2 separate regions of the Danio rerio genome follow, and region 1 is linked to region 2. The links are chromatin contacts, called in public Micro-C maps. All regions are on one chromosome and are shown on one strand. Each heading gives the region's core, a stretch centred on a gene start, on an enhancer-like site or on the middle of the called end of the contact. The rest is flanking DNA. Distances are from core to core; before and after follow the strand shown. Region 1 holds the start of dennd2c (DENN/MADD domain containing 2C). Region 2 overlaps brpf3b (bromodomain and PHD finger containing, 3b).

Region 1 (6,855 bases), core at 3,408-5,907, 180 kb after region 2:
GGATATCGACACGCAATGAATGAGTGGTGCTGTTTGAAGGCATGAGACATGGAGTACACTCCTGACAGTTTTGGAGGTAATTAATAATATAATAACACTAATACTGAAACGGTTATGGCATTTTAGAATTTTAGAGTTTTACTCTCGTAGTTGTGCTCGGCTGGTTTGTCCATTCACAAACATTTTTATCATCACATGATCTCTTATAACAAAATCACATGACCTTTTTAATGTGCATACTGGAATTTTGATAAAAGTGTTTCCATCGTAGTTTATGCACATCTTTTCTTATTAAATTAAAAGTTTACCCTACTCAGTTACGCGGATACATTTTTAATGTGCATTTTCAAAATGTATGTGCACGTTGGCATTTTCATCAACCAAATTTTTATGCGCATTTCCAAAATGCGCATAAAAATGGGTGGATGGAAACATAGCTAGTGTATAATATGTAGGCTAGGGCGGTAATATGGTATACCACGGGATCTAAAAATAGCAACGGTATCAGTTTTAATACAGTTATACCATCATAAAAAACAATGCACTTATATAGGAGACAAGGATTAAATACTAAATATAATTTATTTAATGCCTAAACATGCGTACGCATGGTTGTCATCACGGGACAACATGGAGGAGATAGAGAGAGGTGGGGAAAGATGGCAAGTCGCGCACCAAGTGACCTGGTCTCAAAAAAGAACAACGAGGCAATTTGCAAACTGTGCAACAAAAACGTGACCGCAAGAGATGGAAATACCTCGAACCTAAGGTCGTATATACGGTATTGAATTTCTGAATGGTTCAGGCACAAGCCAACAGTTTCTTGACGCTGTCTGAGCCTCATAGTTTTATTATTATGCAGGGTAATACCGTATACCGTGTTAAAATAGGGAGGAGGTTTGACGGTATCAAAATCTGGATACCGCCCAAGCCTAATCATATTGACAAAATAAAAAATCTATGCTCTATCATTTATTTTGTGACATCACAAAATGTAAATTATATATTTTTTCTCCAAGAATTTTAAGAGGAGAGAATGTATCTTGAAATTACAATGTTTACATTCTGCATCTTATTTTGACATTGAGCATAAAATCATTAGTTTCTGAAAAGTGTTTTATACTTTATAAAGATTTATTTTATATTTCTACATCTTTAATCAAACATTTGCCATAAATAAAGAGAGAAATATGATCCCATAATTTCTAAAATATCAGCCTTTACCAAAAGATTGATATGTCATCATATGACATATGATTGTTATGGTAAAAGTACCAGAATTAATACATATACAATGAAAATCAGAAAGTATGAAGTGCAAGTCCAATTTATTTAAAACAAAAAAAAAGCTTTATTTTGATTATGTTTGAATACTAAATTGTCTTAATTTTTTGAAGACCGCCATCAAATATTTCAGAATCTTATTTAGTGTTTTCTTTTGAATTTTTTTTTTTTTTTTACAAAAAAAAAACAAAATCAAGTGTAGTGGTGCAACAGGATTATGTTGGTTAGATTTTTTTGTAAACCAACATCGCTGCGTGAGTAAACCATTATTTAAAACAGTAAAAATATGGTCGACCATTTGGTAGAGCAGGCAGTTAAAGAGATAATGTTAAGTTATGATTGAACTGCATCTTGATATAGTTATGAAATAGTTTGACAAGCAGGAAATGTTCATGGGCCAATGACATCACCACATTGAAATGATCTATATACCGTAGTATGTAAAAAATAAATAAATAAATAAAGAATACAGGAGTGGTACAATATTGATGATATTGGTGATATTTATCATTATCAGGACATGAGATGACCTACATTTGCAGTCAGAATTATTGGTCTCCCTGTATATTTTTCCCCAATTTTTGTTCAACAGAAAGAAGATTTTTTCAACACATTTCTAAACAATATTTTTAACAGCTCATTTCTAAAAACTGATTTTATTTTATCTTTGCCATGTTGATCATATATAATATTTTACTAGATATTTTTTAAGTACTAATACTCAGCCTAAAATGCGATTTAAAGGCTTAACTGTTAATTAGGCAAGTTAGGGTAATTAGGCAAATCATTGTACTGTATAATGATGGTTTGTTCTGTAGACAATCCAAAAAAAATATTGCTTAAGGGGCTAATAATATTGACCTTAAAATGTTTTTTTTAATGTAACTTTTTTATTCTAGCCAAATGAAATTATTTAAGGAATTTTATTAGAAAAAAAAAAGGAAATACTGTGAAAAAAACGCTTGCACTGTTAAACATAATTTGGGAAATATTTAAAAAATATGATGATTTTTGTCATAATGCAGGGCCCTGTCTGGCATGAAATCTAACACAGTCTGAAATGGTCTGCGTGTAGGTTTGGATGGAGCAGACCAGTGGTTAATTACAACTCTACTGCAGTAAAAGATCATCCTGACTACACATTCCCGACTGCATACGAGTAGGAAGTTCTTATGACGTTCCCAACAAACTGAGAGGTGGATTAAATTCTCTCTTTTTTTTCTCCAAGCCACCTGCTGCTTCCAGGTTCACCAACAGAGCTCTGAATTTGGGGTTTCGGTGATCAAAAGAGTCATCAGCAACCGCAGACGTACACAAAACACCCATACAATGTCAACCAGACACTAGCATTAACCCAGCCTTCAAATGGTAGACAATCAAGACATAAATAAACTATAATATTACCACCTCTGACAGGTGATCCACCCACCTTGGGTACTTGTGCATGAGGGGACAAGCTTTTGGGTGGGGTGGATCAAGAGGGTGGGAAAGTGGGCAAGTTTAGTGTCAAAACTCAGCCTAATCACGTTCGTAAGAGAAAACATTGTGTCAAAGCATGCTGAGTTATGGATGTTAATAAACAACTTGGCTTTGGTGTCACCACCGTATTTATTTTCACCCAAAGGCATAGTGAGTAAAGTAGATTTAGACGTGCCAAACATGAATGAATGATATTTTGATTAGCAGTGTGAACTTTAACTGTTTAAACATGAATAGGTAACTATGATGAAGTGTCAATTAACAATTAGTTTAAAGGAAAAGCTCACCCAAACATTTAAATTTGCTCACTATTTACTCATGCTCAAGAGGTTTAAACCTTCATGAGCTTCTTCTGTTGAACACAAATGAAGATATTTTGAAGAAAGCTGAAAACCTTTAACCATTGACTTCAATAATAAAACAAATCCTATGGAAGTCCAACATCTTTTGTGCTCAACATAAACTCATAATAGTTCCGTAACAAATCAAATACTATGCATGTCAATGGTTAGTGGTTTCCAAAATTTTGTGTTCAACATACTCATAATTATTTGAAGTAAAAGATGAGCTTAGTAAATTAAATACTATCACTGTCAATGGTTACAGGTTTGTAACATTTTACAAAATACCTTCTTTAATGTTCAACATAAATGTATAATGGTTTGAAGTATGTAAATGCTGACCATATTAAAATAAATACTATGGATGTGAGTGGTTACAGGTTTCCAACATTTTTCAAAATACTTTTTTGTGTTCAATTGTAAACTCATAATATTTTTAAAATAAGTAAAAGTTGAGCATAGTAAACCAAATACTATGGATGTCAATAGTTACTGGTAACAAACATTTTTCAAAACACTTTCTTTTGTGTTCAAAAAACTCATAAAGGTTTAAAATAAGTAAAAGTTCAGCATAGTAAAACAAATGCTATGGATGTCAATAGTTACTGGTAACGAACATTTTTCAAAACACTTTCTTTTGTGTTCAAAAAACTCATAATGGTTTAAAATAAGTAAAAGTTCAGCATAGTAAAACAAATGCTATGGATGTCAATGGTTACAGGTTTTCAAATTTCCTTATTTTGTGTTCAACAAACTCATAATAGTCTGAAATAAGTAAAAGCTAAGCAAAGTAAATGAAATAGTATGGATGCCATTGGTTGTTTACAACATTTTTCAAAATACCTTCTTTTGTGTTCAACATAAACTCATAAAGGGTTGAAATAAGCTGAGCAAATGATGACAGAACTTAAATTTTTTTGATATTCTATCCCTTTAAAAACATAAAATGTAAAACAAATACAATATTAAATTGAGTAAAACTAAACATAGAATTAATTTTAGTTAATTTTACCATTAAATCAATTCAGATATAGTAAAAAAAAATATATATATATATATATATATATATAATTACATTAATTTAAATGAATAAACGAAAGCAGCAGCTCTCTAATGTCAGCTAAGTTAAGTTAATTCAGATCTTTTGTTATGAAGAGATTTCACTTACTTAAAGTTAGGCGAACTTATCCGCTGTTTCACAACACATATGTTGGACTCATCTGACATGAACCGAGACAAAGACTCTCACAGAAGTTTATTTAGGGCAAATGCCGAGTCTGTATCTCTGTTTTGTGTTGTGGTCCCGAAGTCTTCATATCTCTCGGCTGGTTAAAGTTAGCCAGGCGGCTAAAAACGTCTTCGAGACAAACTTGTATCCATTCAGTGAGTAACCGACGGGCTTCAAAGTAACCAAACAATAATAATCCTCGGTAACCGACAACAATGTAAAGCCAGTTGTTACTGATATATTCCAGATTAAAGTGTTTTGGGAGCTCCTGAAGGAGTGGATGTGATCGTGTTTAATCCTCCTCCTGCGCTGTCAGTTCCCCATCTGAGCTTCGGTTCCTCTGAGCGGCGAATCAGTTCACGAGCTGCAATAAAAGCGCCTCTTCATAAAATCTCCATGTGTTGTGTTTGTTCCTAGTTTCTCAGATCGACTCAAGATCGACTGGTTCAAAAGGAAAAACTTTACTGACTTGAAACGGAAATGCTACTTTGTTGTCTTCTTGAGAGTGCAGTTTTTAACTCTTTAGTGGCTCGAGGCGAATACATGTGACTACTAGTGCTTTATTTACACATGAAATCAAAACTAACTCTGTTGATTTTGTTAGCTCACATTGCTAGTGTTGTGGTGCAAAATTCAGTGCATGCCATTAACATTTTTAATGCAATGATTCAAGTTAAGCTGTTTTACACCTAAATAATTGAATAAAAACTATAATAAAACATTTTCTAATTTAAAATTAAAACTTGAAACAAAAAAAGGATAGCTCAAAAATAAAACTAATTCAAAATACTAATAAATACAATAATAGAATGCAATACATGCATAACATATCGTCAATAAGGACAAATATTACTTTATAAAACAATTTTTGTTTTTAAGATTTTATTACTTCATTTCACGTCACTCGTTACGTTTAGTTTAGTTTTTAAATGAGTTCAAAGTTGTTGAATTAATCTTTTCAATTATTATTATTTTTTTATGTTTTATACATCAAGTTAAATACAATAGAATATATGCATAAAGCATCAGTAAGTACAAACATTACTTTACAAACATTACAAATATTTATCAACAGTTTTTAAGATTGTATTACAATTTCATTACTTTTTTTGTCATTTATTAATAATAATAGTAATAATTCCTTACATTTTTATAGCGCTTTTCTGGACTCTTAAAGCGCTTTAAACACATTTTTGTGGGGAATCTCCTCATCCACCACCAGTAAGCAGCATCCACCTGGATGATGTGATGGCTGCCATGTTGTGCCACACCTCACACCACACACCAGTTGATTGGTGGAGAGGAGACAGAGTGATGAAGCCAGTTATGATATGGGCATGATAAGGAGGCAATGATGAACAGAGGCCAGAGGGCAAATTTGGCCAGGATGCACAACCTGGGATTTTTAATGACCACAGAGAATCAGGACCTCGGTTTAACGTCTCATCCAAAAGACAGCACTCACTGAGCAGTACAGAGTAGAGTACCCATCACTATACAGGGGCTTATAGGACCCAGACAGACCACAAGTTAAGCGCCCCCTGCTGGCCTCACTAACACCACTTGTGGTCCATGTAGTCTCCCATCCAGGTACTGACCAGCAACAGCCCTGCTTCACTTCAGTGGGCAACCATGTGAGAGTTGCAGAGGGCTAGCTGCAAATTACTTTTTGTTTATTTTTAAAATGATTTTATAGTTTTTAAAATAAATTTAATAACTTTAAAATGTTTTATACATCAAGTTAAACTTAATATATTTCACACTAGCAACTAGTTGTATATTTATACTAGATATACTAGTTACATACTAGTATATATATATATATATATATATATATATATATATATATATATATATATATATGTGTGTGTGTGTGTGTGTGTGTGTGTGTGTGTGTGTGTGTGTGTGTGTGTGTGTGTGTGTGTGTATATAGGATTTACAGTCTTATGCATTATAGTATCTACAGTACTACATAGATTGCACACACTGTGGAAATGATCCCCTTGAGTAAAAAGAAATAAAATATCTATAGTAGTACTTAATACAGATCATCCATAAAATAACTAGAAGAAACATGACATTTAATGTGTAATTGGCATTCTCTATTGACTTTCGTGGTATTTGTTTTTCTTCTACAGTTGAATTCAAAATAATAAAAAAAAAAATAAAACTGCTTTTATTCTAGCCGAAATCAAACAAATAAGACTTTCTCCAGAAGAAAAAATATTATCAGACACACTATGAAAAATTCCTTGCTCCGTTAATCATAATTTGGAAAATATTTTAAAAAGAAAAAGAAATTCAAAGGGGGGCTAATAATTCTGATTTCTACTGTATATATAAATTGGTTGCCCTTTTTTCAACATTCTTCAAAACATTTTGTATTTTTAACAGAAAAAAAAACTCAACTGGTTTGGAACAACTCAAGAGTGAGTAAATAATGACCGCCAACCTGATTTCACCAAACAGGACATGTTCCCGGATTAATGTCTGTGTTGATCCTGGAACAACATTTCAATCAGC
Region 2 (7,675 bases), core at 3,640-6,139:
TTTTTATCAAATTTCACTTTTTTACAGAATGTATCACATTTTATTTGCAGTTGTTTATTCTGTTTGACTGTTGTTGCATTTGAATTGTTTGCATTTTATTTAAATATTTTTTATTTGACATAAAGGATTTCATTCATTATTAGCATAATTGGGATGATTAATCTCAAGAACTCCTTGTTTTTTCATATTTTATGATTTTATTTAATTGAATTTAAAGGGCACCTATAATGAAAATCTACTTTTTAAAGCTGTTTGGGCAGAACTGTCTTTATGTATAGTGTGTCCACAGTCAAATAAAGTGACAGAAACCCAAAAAAAACCTCTTTAAAAAATTTCCTGACTTTAAAATTGGATTCAAATCAGTACATGACGTAGGAGTGTGGTTTTCCCACTGATTGTCATTGTTTCTATAATAACATGTACTGCATACACATGTCAACAAAACATTTTTTGCAAATAAACTGAGATTAAAATATTTGTTACAACCCTGTGATTATTTTAAAAATAAGTTTTATAAGTTTAAAATGTTTTTAAAACAAAGCATTATTGTAATAAAGATAGTAAAATTTCTATGGAATTCTTGACCGCTATAAACACCACGGCCACATGGTGTCAGTAAACATTAAGATGTGTGTGACTCATCATTTCAGAAAGGCTTGAATAGACTCCCGCAAATACATCAAATAAACTTACATGGTATTTTTGACTAATGAGATGTATTTTAACTTCATCCGTGTCTGTCTCTGTCACTGACTGCTGTTTATCTGACGTAACGCAGGACAAACAGACTTTCACATGGAAATAGTGGGCGGGAAGAAGTAACTCATTTGCTACACTACTCCGACAACAAAATGGGCAGATTCTAGAGGTTATAATAAATGATCTAAAGGGTGTTTTGAGCTGAAACTTTACAGACACACTCTGGAGACACCAAGGGCTTATCTTACATCTTGTAAAAGGGGTAAAAAAGGTGCCCTTTAAATTCATCTTTTTTTTTTTTTTTTTGATTAGTAATTTCACTCACAAATGCCAGTTGCATCCCTGGTTTACTCCAAGTAAAAAGACCTTTTTAAATGTTTTATTAAGGTACACTTTATAGCACTTCTGTGACACATTTTCATTTTGTTCTCATCTATTTCAACACAGACATGTCTAATAAAATAACTTCACAGTTGCATTTAGCACAGCTTCAAAGCAAAGCACTGACATTTAAAGCTGAAGCGGAAGGTTAAAATGGCTCTTCATTCTGTAGATCATAGATCCAGACATGCCTCAAGATGGTCTTTTGCATAACGGCGTCCCGATCCCTGTTCCTCCACTCGACGTGCTTCGCCTCGGGGAACAGAGACAAGAAGAAGCCGGAGAAAGACTTTTCCTGGTTCTCTTCTTCGACAACAAACGCACCTGGTGAGCCCAGCCTTTGGAGATTTTCTTGTTTTCCTTCAGATTACCCACCAGACTTTGCATTCTCAAATGACCAGAATCCGCTGGCTTTAAGGATTTTGAAAGGAACTGTGAGTGAATTCTCATTTCTTTTTTTTTTTGCTGTATCCGCAGGCAGTGGCTCTCGAAAGATAAAGTGATTCCTCTCGGCGTCGACGACACCACTGATAAACTGCGTATTATGGAGGGCAAGAAGACCAGTATCAGGAAGTCTGTGCAGGTGGCCTACGATCGAGCTATGAAGCACTTGAGTCGAGTTCGAGGAGATCATGGTTTCGTTGGCTCCAACTACATGTAGAGCAGAAACATCAACCACATCTGACTGTTTAAAACAGTAGTGGCCAACCCTGATCCTGGAGATCTACCCTCCTGCATATATCTCAGTTGCAATCTAGATCAAACACACCTGCCGGTAATTATCAAGTGCTGTTCAGGTCGTAATTAATTAGTGCAGGTGTGTTTGATCAGGGTTGCAGCTGAACTCCACAGGAAGGTCAATCTCCAGGAACAGGGCTGATCACCCTTGGTTTAGAGGAACAATCCAGTTTTTAAAATAAAAATAGGCCCATTTTACAAGTTCTCTAGAGTTAAACAGGTGAGTTTTATCATTTTTGAATCCATTCAGCCAATTTCTGGGTCTGGCGGAAACACTTTTAGCTTAGCATAGATCAGGCGGTCACTAATCTCATTCCTGGAGGTCCGGTGCCCTGCAGGATTTAGCTCCAACTTGCCTCAACACACCTGCCTGGATGTTTCGAGTATACCTAGTAAGACCTTGATTAGCTTGTTCAGGTGTATTTGATAAGTGTTGGAGCTAAAATCTGCAGGACACCGGACCTCCAGGAACAAGTTTTGTGATCGCTAGCATAGATCATTAAATCATAATAGACCATTAGCATCTCGCTGAAAAATGACCTGAAGGAATGGCTGAAAAGAGTCTCTAGCTAGGTAACTTCCTATGTTGGGTTATATTGACTGAAGTTGGCTGAATTTTCAGGTGCTGTGTTATATCATTGTGCCGCTTCAGACATGGTACGGCAGTAAAGTTTCTTGATTATTACACTGGAATGAGAATATAGATCCTAGGTCTCAAACTCAATTCCCGGAGGGCCGCAGCTCTGCACAGTTTTGCTCCAACTTTAATCAAACACAGCTGATCCAAACAATTGAGGTGTTCAAAAGAGTCATGAACACTTCATTCATAGATCAGCTTTGTGTGATTAGGGTCTGACCTAAACTGTGCAGAGCTGCGGCCCTCCAGGAATCCAGTTTGAGTATGGTAGAGCTTCTAGCCATATCGATCCGATGTTCTTCGTACGCACTTTAACTACAGAGGTGTCACATTTAAATAATAAAATTATTGAAACTGGTTATTTTTGAGCAACATGCTAACGGTCTAATCTAATTCAATGATCTATGCTAAGCCAAGCTAAAAGTGCTGGATTCAAAAATGATATAACTCAACTGTTTTACTCTAGGGGAGTTGCGAAATGAGCCTATTTTCAAAAGGAAGTGTAGTGTTCCTTTAAATAATAGGCCTCAAACTCGATTCCTGGAGGGCCGCAGCTCTACCCAATCAAACACAGCTGATCCAACCAATCAAGGTGTTCAAGACTACTCGAGACTATAAGGTGTGAGTTGGAGGTGTTTGGAGCTAAACTGTGCAGAGCTGCAGCCCTCCAGACATTGAGTTTGAGACCACTGCTTTAAATGGAACCTGAACACTGAGAATAGTTTAATTTAACCCTTTGCTGCAAATCACATTCAGTCTAGTTTTACTTTTACCAGATTTTGGAGGTCATATGAGAGTGCTATGGTTTGTTTTTAGGAGGCGTCACTTTATGGTCATTTAAATCACCCAGACTCCGAGTTTTAGCCTTTTGGGTACATTCAGAGCAATTAATACTTTTAAATGATTGATTGATTGAATGAATTTAAGCGTTTGAATGAATCACTGCCATTTTCTTAAGATAGCTTTTTACTTTTTAAAGTTTTACAAACCACTTATTGTATATTGTAAAGAGCACCAGTGTATATAAGTATGTTTGTTTTTTTATCATATAGTCTCTAATTTAATTTTTCTTTTCTCTTGTGAAATAAATTGCCTGGGGGAATGATGAAATGAAGGTTGTATATATAAATATATACATGTGTAAAAAGATTTTCAGATGAACTGACTTCCTACATAGTGTATCCTGCTTGTCTTTGATATCCAGATAGTGTGAGTGGTTCATATATATGTACATGACCGGTATACAATCATGTATGTATGTGTATATGCAACAACTCGCGTGTCTATGGTTAAATATATATTCTCAATTTTTTGATACAAAAAAGTAATTTATTTATGGAGCATAAAGAAATAAAGGAACTAAATTATATTGGTTCAAGGCGAAAATCAGATGTCTTATTTAAGATGATAAACTATTATTGCTTAGGCTTTTAAGAGCCAGCTATGTGCTTTCGGATTCTGATTAGTTCATTTTAAGATTTAAAGGAGGGAAGAGGACGATGATCTTGGACACTTGCTGTTAGACAGTACAAATCCCTTTTCACATCAAGCACAGAACCTTGTATTTATTGTAGAAAGTTGTGGAGCTTTTGTTCACCATTTATAAGAAGAAATTTTAAGCTTGTACAAACTGCAGATTTTACCTACCTACCAAATAACCTGTCTCAAACAGTATTTTCTCATGTGGGGAAATAAATGTTCTATTGAAACTCTACGACTGTGTTTGATTTGAACATTGTTTTGGTAACACTTTACAATAAGGTTCATTAGTTAATGCATTAATTAACATGAACTAATCCTGATTAACACTTGTACAGCATTTATTAATCATAATTGAACATTTACTAATGCATTATTAACATCCAAGTCTGTGCTTGTTAACATTAGTTAATGCACTGTGAGTTAACATGAACTAACAATGAACAACTGTATTTTCATTAACTAAAATTTACTAACATGAATAAATACTGTAGTAAATGTATTGTTCATTGTTTGTTTGTTCATGTTAGTAAATGTATTAATTAACATTAACCGATTAACCTTATTTTAAAGTGTTGCCATTGTTTTTAACACCACTGTGGCTGGTCAGTTTCACGAGACATAATTTAGTTGTTGTTAAAATATATTTGATATGCTAAATTGTACTTTTGCATGCTAAAAGTACTTGAGTGAGAGACATTTTACTTGATTTGGGTCATAAAAAAATCTGTGACCACCAAAATAATGATAAAAGTAGCCTAAACCAGCTGGTATACAGTAGTCAACCTAAAACTTACATTACAACAGCCAGGCATAGAGTTATAACATTACAGTTCCCATGGTTTCTATTTTAAACTATAGTAAACTAAAGTTTGAAACTATAGTTTAAAATAGTCTATAAGTGGGCCTCGCTGTTCCCACCCACCATAACCCTTGCAGCGGGGTCCCACTACCGGCCTCCCGTGTTTGCCTGAGGGTTTTCACGGCTCGTTTTGCCGCCTCGCCCCAGGGAGTGCACGAGCTTACCGGGCGCCAGTCCGTGCCAGTGTTCACTGGAATGTTGCTCGTTGGCACATTTCGAGCAACAAACCCGTAATATTCTTGGCGATATTGCGTTTATCTACGCAAACTGCAAGGAATACAGCACAGACGGGCCGAGTGAAGCTTCACAAAGCGGACTTTGTGAGATTGGCGTGGCTCCACTTGTACCGTCAGCTATGGAACTCACCTTGGTCAAGTACAAACAGCATCAACGAGCGAACTGACAACACAGAGAGAACTGACAAGCTTTATAGGAATGCAGATCCAACGTTTACAGATTGTCATGGTGAGCAATGATGACAGCTGGGGAATCTACGTCATTGAAACGTCAAATGATTATACCCACTACGTTCCTACTTCAAAGGAAAGGTGATTCTGAGCTCTTTGCAGCAAGTTGCGGTCGGCCATATTTGTTGACAAAAAGCTAATTATTTTGATGTGTGTTAGACCTTCTAACAGAGTTTAAGTCACGAGCTACAGACTATTTAATTTTAATTACATAGCTGTAAAATATCTATAAAATGAACCGCTAAGTAAAAGAAAGTTTTAATTAGTAGTTTATCAGTTTAAGAAATAAAATGCAGTATTATTTATTAAGAGTTGTAAATGCATGTTAGTAGTAATACACTTGATTATACTGTAAAAAAACACTTTTTGAAACATTTTAATGGGACACAATATTGTTGAAGTTTCTTATATTTGACCACAAAATAATAAAGTAAAATTAAGCAACTTTAAAGAATATCTAAATGTAAATTTTGTTTCTTTGACGATAAGATAATGTGCCGTAATTTAGGAAATTGCTGTCTGAAAAACGATTTTATATGACTAAATAAGAGAACGTTGAGATCATTAATTAGTTTATTATACACTCAATCCGACAATTAGATGACGTAATTTGTGTTTTCTTTGTGTATGTGGACGTGTGACAAATAGCTTTAAATATTTTTTTTTATGTAATTTGGGCACCAAAACACACAGTATGCGCTTCACAAAGCTTAAAATGACCGTTACGATACAATAATGAAACAATGACTCGTATAAGAAACTAAACAGTTCACAGTCTATTATAATGAATGGCAATCGGTCGCCATATTTGTAAAAACTGAAAATGAATATAAGTTATAAAGTATATAACAAACTTTGAAAACCATTTCAGACTAATGAAGTGTTGCAAATTGACACGTTTCCTACCTTGTTAAATCATTGCTATTGTAAGAAATGAAATCTTTAACACGATTATTGTCTTCACATTGATGAATATAATTAATTATTAACAACAACATATAATCAAGATTGAGCAAAAATGTTATTTGAGAAGTGTGCATCAAACTGTAGACCTTCACATTAATCAGTACCCAAGAAGTAGCTTTCAGTTTCAAAAAAGTTGGTGACCCCTGAGTTACCAACCCCCAAAATAAGAAAAAGTAGAAGAAGACTGATAAAAAAAACTGATAATTTCAGTTTTTCTCAGTTGCTTTGGCACATCTTCTAAATAATCTTAATAAAAGCTGTTTGCTAGAACTTCAGCACTTCATTGCACATCTGCAAAATGTAGTTACAGCCCCAAAACATTACAATTATGCTTCAAAACTTTGTTATCGTGTCAGTAATTTGGCCAAGGCCACCAAAATATAGTGTATTCGTCCAAGTTTGAGCCACACTGCTCAACATGATTAGCTATTTTTTCACCTTGACACTCAACCAAGAAATTAAGACTTGCATAAAAAAAACCTGATATTTGTTAAGAAGAGTGAATGAATAGTACATAAAAAATTATATTTTGTATTTATACAGTACATTTATTTGTGAACAAAAGTATTACATGCAAAGTGCATTCTTGCTTGTCCAATTCTGTATTGTATGTTTCTGATGTTACCACAAATACACACACAAAAAAACTACAAAATATCATCTATAAAAATATTCTTGGTGGACATCGTTTGTCTATATATATATAGTTGAAGACAAAATTATTAGCCCCTCTGTTTATTTTTCCCCATTATCTGTTTAATAGAGAGCAGATTTGTTCAACACATTTCTAAACATAATAGTTTTACTAACTCATTTCTAATGACTCGTTTATTTTATCTTTGCCATGATGACAGTTAATAATATTTAGATATTTTTCAAGACACTTCTATACAGCTTTAAAAAAAAAATTGCTTTTATTCTAGCCGAAATAAAACAAATAAGACTCTCTCCAGAAGAAAAAAATATATTTTCAGACATAGTGTGAAAATTTCTTTGCTCTGTTAAACATCATTTGGGAAATATATTTTTTTAAAAAAGAAAAGAAAAGAAAATTTAAAGGGGGGCTAATAATTCTGACTTCAACTGTATGTATATGTATATATATATGTGTATATATATATATATATATATATATATATATATTTGACATGGTGTAATCCTTTTCAAGGTATACTGCGGTATGAAAAAGTAAAGGTCTCAAAACCGCCCAAATTTTCTGCTATACTGTTTCTACAGTATGTGTATGTTGTTGTTTTTTTCACTTTTTGTTTTACGTTCTTTTTTAGGACAATTAGAGGTCATACCAATTTAGCAGACATTACATTGTCAATATCAGATATTTTATGGTGTAAACGTACGCATGCTAATGTAAATGATTATTGAATAGTTTTGAGTATGATGGCTTACACGATGAAAAATGATTGAGAAGATGTGAAGAGTTGGACA

What was found. Hi-C and Micro-C count contacts between places; a contact is called where the count stands out from the background.
Region 1: a contact with region 2 is called in a Micro-C map of caudal fin, with 5 times the contacts expected there. The contact joins the promoter of dennd2c here to the enhancer-like site in region 2. A contact is called at or near these places in 2 of 18 Hi-C or Micro-C datasets (caudal fin and hematopoietic stem cells).

What each region holds. Positions count from the first base shown.
Region 1 is chr8:12,643,862-12,650,716 of GRCz12tu, forward strand. dennd2c (DENN/MADD domain containing 2C) reads right to left here and starts at 4,658. Exons shown (of 19, transcript XM_001919051.8): 1 at 4,273-4,658.
Region 2 is chr8:12,464,467-12,472,141 of GRCz12tu, forward strand. It overlaps brpf3b (bromodomain and PHD finger containing, 3b), which reads left to right. Exons shown (of 9, transcript XR_012384124.1): 8 at 2,689-2,979; 9 at 3,111-4,169. Among named protein-coding and RNA genes, the nearest start is that of brpf3b, 35 kb to the left of the region's middle. Within about 2 kb of position 4,890, at least 15 of the 62 cell types and tissues checked have an H3K27ac peak or open chromatin away from gene starts, as enhancers often do. A contact at or near this core is called in caudal fin, where this site is marked.